Linked DNA regions of Bos taurus: region 1 is linked to region 2. A link is a contact called in public Hi-C data. All regions are on one chromosome and are shown on one strand. The core of a region is the stretch at or near the end of the contact, and the rest is flanking DNA. Distances in the headings are between cores, read along the strand shown. Region 1 overlaps EIF4G3 (eukaryotic translation initiation factor 4 gamma 3). Region 2 has its middle 17 kb from the start of EIF4G3.

Evidence for each region. Hi-C and Micro-C count contacts between places; a contact is called where the count stands out from the background.
Region 1: a contact with region 2 is called in a Hi-C map of skeletal muscle, with 11 times the contacts expected there. The contact joins two enhancer-like sites. A contact is called at or near these places in 5 of 11 Hi-C or Micro-C datasets (blood, liver, skeletal muscle and 2 more).

What each region holds. Positions count from the first base shown.
Region 1 is chr2:131,661,974-131,667,557 of ARS-UCD2.0, reverse strand. The region is part of intron 4 of EIF4G3 (eukaryotic translation initiation factor 4 gamma 3); the gene reads right to left. Among named protein-coding and RNA genes, the nearest start is that of EIF4G3, 180 kb to the right of the region's middle. Within about 2 kb of position 2,712, at least 6 of the 102 cell types and tissues checked have an H3K27ac peak or open chromatin away from gene starts, as enhancers often do. A contact at or near this core is called in skeletal muscle, where this site is marked.
Region 2 is chr2:131,463,311-131,468,394 of ARS-UCD2.0, reverse strand. No RefSeq gene overlaps it. Among named protein-coding and RNA genes, the nearest start is that of EIF4G3, 17 kb to the left of the region's middle. Within about 2 kb of position 1,909, at least 12 of the 102 cell types and tissues checked have an H3K27ac peak or open chromatin away from gene starts, as enhancers often do. A contact at or near this core is called in skeletal muscle, where this site is marked.

The DNA.
Region 1 (5,584 bases), core at 1,463-3,962, 200 kb before region 2:
GGCAAGGCATTAATCCAAGTCACTGATAAAAACGCTGAAATGAGACAGGCAAGGAGAGAAGAACCTTGTACAACATAAGTATCATCTCCAAGCTTGATTTCAATCTGTTCAGTCTTCTGTCTTTCACTAGTATGGCCCATTAGTATGCCAGGAAAATGGCAGAGGAAGAGGACAGCCCCATTTGAGGGGGTACTTTGGGTAGCTCCAAAGGGCTAGGACACATTTAAAACAGAGGCTGAATTTATAGGGGACTCAAGATTGCTGACCTTCACAGAAACACTACAGAAGCAAAAAGGAAAATGTTACCTCTTGGAAAATCCTTCTAAAGACACAGTATTTATACCTTTACCATAGTTTCCTGGCCAACAACATCTGTCATATTGCTTTTTGAAGATGATGTCCATTTCTCTTTTTTTGGTGGGGGGGGGGGAGGGTTAGTGGGGGGGGTGTGGTGTGTGTGCTGTGCAACTTGCAGGAGTTCAGTTCCTTGACCAAGGACTGAATCCGGGCCCCTGCAATGAAGCCAACCACTGGACCTCCAGGGAATTCCCAAGATGCTGTCAATTAGAATATAACATTTCTTATGAATTTGTTCTCCTAACATCATCAAAAGACAAAGACATCTCTAAAAAAAAAATCTATATAATAATCAGAAATTCTTTGAAAAACACCTATTCATTTTCAGCAACTATAAAAAACTTATTCAGTCACATTAGTTCTTCCTACGTCTAAAACCACTGAGTACTTATTAATTTGCAAAGCAATAAAAACATATCAAAACTATGCTTCTGAAATCCCTAGTTTTTTGCATATGTATTGATAAATTCAACCTACTGGAGGGATAAACAGATTCTCAATTAAGAACTTTTAGGTTAACGCTGCTGCTGCTGCTGCTAGGTCACTTCAGTCGTGTCTGACTCTGTGCGACCCCATGGACTGCAGCCTACCAGGCTTCTCCGTCCCTGGGATTCTCCAGGCAAGAACACTGGAGTGGGCTGCCATTTCCTTCTCCAATGCATGAAAGTGGAAAGTGAAAGTGAAGTCGCTCAGTCGTGTCCAACTCTTATCGACCCCACAGACTGCAGCCTACCAGGCTCCTCCATCCATGGGATTTTCCAGGCAACAGTACTGGAGTGGGGTGCCATCACCTCCTCCGATATCTTTTTTTAAAAAAAATAAGCGTGCAAGGAAAAATAATAGTGTTATGATTTTCTGATGAGCTAGAAAAAGACAAGTGGTAAAGAGTCCACATAATGGCATATCACTCAAGTACGAATCAGATGTTCTGCTGACTTACAACAATTTATAATGAAGGTTATTCATTTAAAATTCTTTGTGTTTTCCTGCACATAGCCTATATTATCAGATAATTTAGATTTCACTAAGAATTAGGAGATTAGACCTAAGGAATTAAGCCCTATAGCTGAGCTGTTCAATAGGCAGCCACTAATCATATGTGGTTACTTAAATTAAAATTTAATTAAAAATTCAATTCTTGGGTCACAACGCATAATTCAAGCACTCAACAGCTACACGTGACTAATGGCTTCCGTAGTGAACAGCACAGATACAGAAGATGTGCTTCTATTAGACAGTGCTCCCTCAGAGGATTGTGTCAGATGGAGGAAAGAAGTCCCTAAGGATTCTGTCAGGAACAAGCTAGTGTTCTGTCGGATCACAGCGCAGAGTCTGGGACACAGAAGCATCCTTGTAGAACACTTCATTCACAGGTAAAAATAGCTCGGTGAAAGGGAAAGGCATCTCAGTGCTAAAGGAAACTGACGCTTATCAGGGGCCTAGGATGTGTCAGGCACTGTGACAGGCAGATACTTTTAATTATCACAATGCCCTCAGGAAATACATGCTCTTATTATAATACTTCAGTATTACTTCACGTGTGAGCATATTTTACCCATTTCACAGATCAAGCTGAGGTCAAAGGTCAGTTTACAGTAAAGGTTAGATTGAATTCCAGTTATGACAACTCCCAACCTATATTTTCGTCGCTGTCTCTGCTGCCACCCTGTAACTCCTTGTGAGTTAGGTACCAGATAAAACTGCCCATCACTGGCCTACATTAAGCTCTGAAAAGTACAAGAGTTCTGGTAATAAGACTGCACAGATGCTTAATCAGATTTCCTATCCATTAAACTCTGATATGCCAGGTCTGGCCCTAGAGGCAAATTCAAAACCTTCATTTATTTTATTTTCCAAATCTAAGAAACTGCCTAGAGCAATACAAATATTTCTCTACCAGGGACCAGGACATCAATTTTAACAGCACAACTTTGAGTACAGAAACCTTTAGAGGTCATAATGGAGAGGATGGAATGCAAGGCAACTGTTTCTTCCTTTTTAAAAAATCTTTTTGCAAAAAGAACCAAATTACAGTAGGAAAACTTGCATAGTTTCAACGCCTGCCACCAGGTAACAATTCTTTGATGCCAAACACTGTTAAGTTTTGTGAAGCTTATCATTTATTAATGCTAAATCCAATTCCTTTGAACACTATGTGAACTAAAATCATATATCAACATACTACAAAATGTTTTTGTTCCATGAACAATTTAAATTACCTCAAAATGCAAAGACTATTCAGCCATGGTATAAAACCAACACTTGATATTTCTTGTGAAAGTCAAAAGTAAAATAAGGACAGGAACATCAGTAACTTTAAACCACAGCTACACAGTCTTCAAAGACCAGATCTACATAATACCAAGCCACTTGTTTCAGTTCTGGGTGTACGTTCTGTTCTTTCAGTTTCTAGGTACCTCGGGATTTTCAAACATTGCAAGAAAAATAGTTGACATATTTCTAAAGCCAAGATTGTTCTGCATATAAAATAAGTTAGGACTACTTCTTTTACTGTTATTTTAAGCTAAAGCTCTCTTCAGGTTATAAAGTGCAAAAAGAGTAAGAACATCATTACTAGGCCAAAGACTCCCTGCAAAAGCCAAAAATTAACTGTACCAGGAAGATGATGTGGCAGGTACAACCTTACTCAGAACACGGGATCCCTCTTCTTGAGGGACTCAAACAGAGCCCTAGCTGGGCTCTTACGAAGATTATGGAAAGATCTGTTCAATGAAAGCAGTTCCAAGAAACACTTCCTATACCAGTATACCAGTTTCTTGGTTCTCTTAAACTAAAAATGTTAACTACCCAAAATCCTGTTGTTCCACTTCAATTCTGATAACTTCATCTCACAAAAAAGAAAGAAAATACATAAGTTCCAGATTACTAAACTGGATGACGGTGTTTTCATAAGGAATCAAATAGCTTATCTAAATAACTATTCTTTTTTTCTTTGCAACGTTTTGCCAACTAAAAATTGGCACTTGCCATCTACCTCCATAAGGATTAAATCACAGACTGCTGCAGCCACTGACCTTCAACGCACCCTGAAAGGAGTTCAGGGTGGAGATCAAGAATAAGGCCCTCTGTGCTCTGGGAAAAACTGGCAGAACAGGCCTTAGGAAGATAGTTTCAGAAGAAGCAACTCTTACATCTCCTCACAACCAGAAAAGCACTAAAATTACTTGTGGTGATGTCTGCTCCTCGTGACCAGCAGTAACCTTCATGAGACTAGCGACAGAGACTAGCAACAACCTTCTCCAAAAATCTGTGTGCTTGATTGAATGTACTCCCCTTTCACCAAAAATCACTATACACTGATCCTCCCCGCTGCCTCTCTGCAGCAGTTTCTCAGAGCTATCTAAGATGCTGTCTCCAGGGCTGTCATCCTCATTTGGCCACAAGTAAAACTTAACCCACAACTCTCACCTTGTGCATCTTTTTTAGTCAACAGTTTATGGAAACAATTGTTACTAAACATCTATGAAAAGTTATATATGTACTACAGGACTTTAGAAACATCAAAACATCATCCAGCACCAAATTATTTCATAAAAAGAAAAAAAAAATGAGATCAAAGCACTGAAAGGATACATGATTGGAAAGGTAGCCGCTGATGAATAATGCAATAAAGGAGAACTGAGAAATCCATTCACTAATTCTAACTAGTCAAAACTGACTCTAACCCTTGATTTGACTCTTTCTGGCCAAAGCAAACAGCCATAGATGGGGAAAAAAAAAAAAAATGGGGGGCCTTCATTCAACTTTGAGTCCTAAGCACAAGAAACCAAAAATATCCCAGGACATAAATATTTTCCCTAAAAAAGTGTCTTTTCTCTACGCCTTCAACACTTGTTTTCAACAGTACTGCTTTCATTATGCAAGCCTCTCTATGTCTTGTTTCATATCATGAGCATTTCCTTCTCCATGAAACTCTCAGGGTTTAGGTCTGAGGAGATGTCTTAATTACAGCCTTCAGCCAGTCATTCTTAAATGAGAAACAGTACCACTTCCATACAGGGTATCTGGAAATGTACGGAGGTATTTTTTTTCATTGTTTCTTAAACTGTCACTGTAGGAACTCCACTGGCATGTATTAGCCCAAAGGTTGCTAAAGGAACTGCAATATAGAGAGCAGTTTTTCGTAACTGGTTATTCTATCCAAAATGCCAATACTAATTCCATAGGAATAGGAAAACAAGCCAAACTGGCCCCTCCATCCATGAATACAAGATGCAAACTCTTCCTAACAAAGTCCTCGAAGGCATCCCACAACACTGGTTCAAGCTACCCGATGCTCAGCAGTCCCACTCCAACCACTCTCTCCCCTACTCCACTTCTCCAAAGTAGCTACTGCAGCAGCCTGAGCCAACGCTGTCTATTTCCTTACTTAAATCTGTGAGGCACAAGGGAAAAAAATTTAATTTGTGTTTAAAAAGGAAAAATATCAGAGTAAAAGCAGCCAGCTACCTGAAGTTTTCAGATCCAAAAGCAATGCTCTGGATTTATGCTGTATCTCAATAACCCATCTTCAAGAACCGGTGTGGGTTTCTTGATAATGGATAAATAATAAATATATACACATATATAGTTCTACCTTTTAATGGCTGAAATATGCTTAATTTCACAATCATCATCCTACAGATAAATAAAGGACTGATACGTTTTCTGAGATACATTACACATGAAAAATGATTTCAGAATAGAAATTCACCTTTTCTCGGAAAGATTTCTTAAAAGTTTTGCTTAGTTGTTAAAATTTTTTTAAAAGATAAAATGTATCACAAGCCTTTAGACTCAGAAGAAAGTTTTTAAAAACTAGATTTTCCAAAAGCTGACAATATATAAAGGCTTAAACATCCCAATTTGAGGACCACTGCAACTGAACTCAAGTAATAGAAACACTTAGCCTTGTACCAAGGAGCACAGAAACTTTTTTGCTGAGGCAGTAGTTTTTTTACTCTGCGTCTTCAACAGAGATCTTTCAGCTTTCTCTCTGTCAGGAATTTCTGGCTTTATCCCTGATTAAAATGTAAACCTCGACTCTATGGCTCTTGAGTAGATTTGCTGTTTTTTAAAAAATGTATAATCAATCTTTTTTAACCTAAGAGGTTATCTTTTCTCATAATTAGTAATCTTATCCACCAGATTCGTACTATATGCCAAACACTCCACTAATCGTATTATTTGTATTATTTCACATATCTTCACATTAGTCCAAAGAGAG
Region 2 (5,084 bases), core at 660-3,159:
GATTTGTTCATCTCATGGCCCCCCTAGGAAGGGGGTCTGCCCCTGTGACTTGGGGTTTGCACGAGGACTTGCATCTCTGGGCTGCCATTCCTGGTGGCCTCTCCCCTCAAATCCTGGCCTGGATTGAGGGGAACCTCTGGCTGCAGAGAGGGCTCCAGTGGCTGGAGCAGTGGGTAGAACCCTGACCCTGGAGTCAGCCTTCAGCCTGGGTTTGACTCTCACAGCTTTGCCACTTCCTGGCTCGGCCCTTTTTTCTCTCCATCCCAGTTTCCTGCTAAGAACCACAGTGTGTTTCTTATAGGCTGGATGGGAGGATTACAGGAGATAAGTATGCAAATCACCGAGGACCAGGCCAGGCCCCCCGAGGAGCTGCGTGATGAAGAGCGCGTCCCTTCTCTCCCCCTGGCCGGCACTCCGCCCCTCCCAGCTCTGGCACTGCCTACCAAGTTCAAAAGTGGCTGCTGCAGCTGTTGTTTCTGAAAATACATTCCCTGGCTGCTTTTGTCTTTTCATCCAAGTCTTCCCCAAAGCCTCAAACATTCCCAAATCAAGGGTTTAAAAAGACAAAAAGCCCAAGCTGACCTATCCATGCCGCTCGCTGGCAGATGTCCAGGGGGATCTGGCTCTGCCAGTCGCTGAGCTTGACATTCAGCCCCCCACCCCCCACCCCAGTCATTTTCACTCACATCTGACAAGATCAATGAGAAAAACAGGCAGCAATGATCAAAAAGGCCGACAAAGGCTCTTGGGGGAACTATCCCAGCAGGATGGTGCGCCGCACAAAAGTACATGCAGGGGGTGTTCCATAAAAGCTCCTCCACTCACAGGCAGCCCTCATGCCCAGAGACACCAAAAAATGGTTCCCATGACAACGCTGCTGCAAATGTTAAATATAAATGTGTGTGTGTATACAGCCACACAGAGATGCACGGAAATAAACTCTTGGCACATTTTTTTCTTTTTTTTCCTGTTCCAAACACAAAATAACCTGCAGGATTGATTGGTGAAAGAGAGGACAAAGAAGGGTTTGAACAAACACGCTTCCAGCAGACTGGCTGTCAGTGCTGGACACCTGTTTGGATGTCAGTCTGTTGTGTTTCCTGCACCTGCAATATAGTAGATACTCAATAAATAATTGTCGACTGAATGAATAAATGATGGGTAGATGGAAGAAAGGAAGGGAGCAGGAGGAGGTTGGAGGGAGGGAGACAGAGACAGCCCGGTGGGTCAGGACTGGAATGGCTCCTACTGAAGAGCCACTCAGCCTCTTGTTTTTCTGTTGGAGAAACTGAGGCTCAGAAAAGGCAAAAAAAAAAAAAAAAGGAAGGAATCTTGCCAAAAGGCGCAAAAAGAATTACTCTTAAAGCTCTAATCCTGGAGATTCATTAAGTAAGCACTTAATGAATGTGAGTCAAATTTCTGTCTGCATAATAACCATATATCGAGCAATTAATATGTTCTAAGCACTAGAGACCTTATCTCATAATTTGCAACCCTGCAAGGGATGTATCAGGATTTCCAGTTAACTGGGGCTTTGACAGGTGAAGTCACCTGTGGTTGGAATGGAGATTAAACCCAGGTGACTCAAACACTAGGCTCTGAACCCCCTTACATTTCTCTCTGAAATGAGGGCTGAGGGAGCAAATGGTCCCTGGTCCAAATGAGGGAGCAAAAGGGAAACAGTAGTGAGGATTCTTGCAGATGTTGGGGAGGGGGAGTCAGAGACATGAAGTACCTTGCCCAAGTCCGGGAGCAGTGGGGAAATGGATCAGAGCTCAGGTTTTCAGGCTCCCAGTCCTTGATTCCTTCAGTTTATTCACTGTTTTCTATCAAAGGAACTGGAGGCTGGCTCCTGTGGGCCCTGGAGTCAACCCTTTAATTGGGAGAGGGGAGGGGACGCCTGGAGCTGTCTTTGAGTCCTAGGACAGTCTAGCAGGGTGGAGGATCTGGGCTGATCCTGAGACTCTTTAGGGTGTTTTGCGCCCTCTGGTGGCCATATCTTAGAACTGGCAAGAAACTTGGACTTTCTAGCAAATTCCCTCTCTCTTGGGGCTCAGGAGGGAAAAGTAATCGGCTCACAAGGTCCAGATGCATACTCCCTGCTGCCTTGGGTGTTCCGTGCTCCACTTTTTTTCTCTGCTTTCTAAGGCTCCCTGTTTCCACTCCAGCTCGCCTCAGATCTATTCTTTGCACAGCTGGCAGAACTGCTTTTAAAAATCCGAAGATGATCATGTCATTCTCCGGCTTATCTGTCTATCTGTCACTAAGTCATGTCTGACTCTTGCAGTCCCATGGACAGTAGCCCGCCAGGCTTCTCTGTCCATGGGATTCTCTAGGCAAGAATACTGGAGTGGGTTGCCGTTTCCTTCTCCAGGGGATCTTCCCAAACCAAGAACTGAACCCAGATCTCCTACATTGCACGAAGATTCTTTACCAACTGAGCTAGGAGGGAAGCCCTTCCCTAGGAGGGAAGCTCCGGCTTATACTCTCCAATAACTTCTCATTGATCTTTTTCCTTAAAAATTCGTTATTTATTTTGGCTGCAACGGGTCTTCATTGCAGCCTGCTGAGCTTCTGTAGTTGTGGTGCCCGTGCTTACTTTCGATATGTGGGATCTTAGTTTCCCAACCAGGGATCGAACCCAGGTACCCTGCATTGGGAGCTTGGGGGTCTTAGCCACTGGTCTTCCCTTGTGGCTCAGCTGGTAAAGAATCCGCCTGCAATGCGGGAGACCTGAGTTCGATCCCTGGGTTGGGAAGATCCCCTGGAGAAGGGAAAGGCTATCCACACAAGTATTCTGGCCTGGAGGATTCCATGGACTGTATAGTCCATGGGGTCGCAAAGAGTCAGACACGACTGAGCGACTTTCACTTATTCTGAGGATGAAGCCTATGGCCATTCCCTCGAAGCTGCCTCTCTCTCTGGCCCCCTCCGCCCTCCTTCTCACCTTGATCTATAGCCTCCCTGGCTTCTTCCAGGTGCTTGCATCTTCCTAATTGAGACTTTACACCTGCTGTTCCCTTTGCCTGACACACTCTTCCCTACACTGCCACCCCCCATTAAAAAAATTGTTTTGGCCTTGCCACGTGGCTTGCAGGATTTTAGTTCCCTGACCAGGGATCAAACTGGAGCTCAAAGCACCGAATCCTAACCATTGGACCAGCAGGGAATTCCCACTCTTGCCTGCCCTTTATCTACAAATTCCTGCTTGTTCTTCACATCTCAGCTCTTCAGACATGCACTTTTACATTCCGTAGCACTTTCAAGTTTAGAGTGCTCTTTACAATGGCAATTTCTTGTCCAGTGACTCCTTTTCTTGATCACTAACAACAAGAACCCTATCGCATTCCATGGCCTATTTCCAGCACCGTGCCCAATGCCTGGTGCATCCTAGGTTCTCGGTATTTGTTGAATAGACGAATGAAGGGATTAGTAAAACCAAACAAAATCCTTGAAATCTGTTAAGTACTTTATGCCAAGTACTATTCTAAACTCTTGATAAGCTTTAATTGAATTATCACAAATCTCAAAACCCATATTACAGATGAGGAAACGGAGTGGTTATTTACCTTACCCCAGGTCAAATAGGGCTTCACTGTGGGAGCTGGAATTTAAACCCAGACTGCCTGAACTAGAGCTCCCCGTTGGTTTGCAGCCTCCCTTGCCACCACTGTCTCCACCACACGTGCCACCCACACCCCTCTCACCCTCGGTCCTGGTCTCACGCACTCCTTAGCTTTCCCACAGGTGAGGAAGCAGAGGTTCTGGGATTTACCATCTCGTGTGTGTATTTGCTGCTCTCCGCTTCTTCTGGGCTTCCCTCATAGCTCAATCGGTTAAAAAAAAAAAAAAATCTGCCTGCAATGTAGGAGCCCCAGGTTCAATTCCTGGATCAGGGAGATCTCCTGGAGAAAGAAATGGCAACCCCCTCCAGTATTCTTGCCTGGGAAATCCCAGGGACCAGAGGAGCCTGGCGGGCTACAGTCCAGGGGGTCACAAAGAGTTGGACACGACTTAGTGATCAAACCACCACCACTTAGCACAAACCCTCCTGTAGCCATTGTCCCGAGTGAGCTCTCGGTGAGGTGGGCCTCATCACCCCCATTTAACAGGTGCAGAAACAGACTTAGAAAAGTCCGTCATTTCCTCCCAATATGCAATAAGTATGTATTGTGCATCCGCCAAGTGCCAAGCTCTAAGGGACTCAGGCTGAATCTGTAACTCATTGCTACAGGCCTTCCGTGGACCCTAGGAGTCACAGACGCACGTACCCTCTTGCAGGTCTCTCTCCTCAGGCCTCCATCAAGCCTGGAGGAGAGGACTGCTTGCAGCTGCAGGGGCGGGAAGTCTTGCCCTCCCCAGGACCCATCTCCTCTATAGAATGGAAATCTGGAGTTGCTGGGGACCAGCAGCAAGCCCTTCCCCCACAGGGCACATGTGACAACTTGTCAGGGCTGGGGGACATGGGAGGGGCAGAAACCCTCGTGGACCAAGAGCCTATGCTGATACCATTACAAGGCTCCTATCACTGGGGGGCGGGCAGGAAACTGCCAAAATACAAAGCAGGATTTTGCTGCCACGGGGAGGAGGAGAGGGTCACTAAGGAAGCGCGTGATCTTTGAGAGTGAGGCTTTTCAAACTCAGGGGTACAGTCACCAAAGACTGAGGCTGGATCAGAAGAAGAGCCACCTGCCCCCCACCCCCACCCAGGCTAGCGAGCACCAAGTAACAAGCAACCCAGCTGAGGGATGGAAAGTTAAGGGGGTGAAGCAGGACCATTGTTAAAAACCTTCCAGCAACCCAGTCCTCATCCGAAGTTTGAGATGATGCTAGAGGAGCTGGAAATCAGTAGTGCAAGGAAGGTAACCATAGCAACAACAAAGTCCAAACCAGCTCAGCCCCTAAGTGCACTGACTTCAGCTCTTACACTGATTGTCTAGCGAAAGATGCATGCTCATTTCCAGAACTGGTGCTACTTAATTTAGTCTCTACTGCTCTGTGCACAGTGTCTGGGTGTTTGGTCAAAAATTATAAGACACTAAAAAGCAAGAAAAAAAAACCCCTCTCAAGAGACAAAGAGTCAA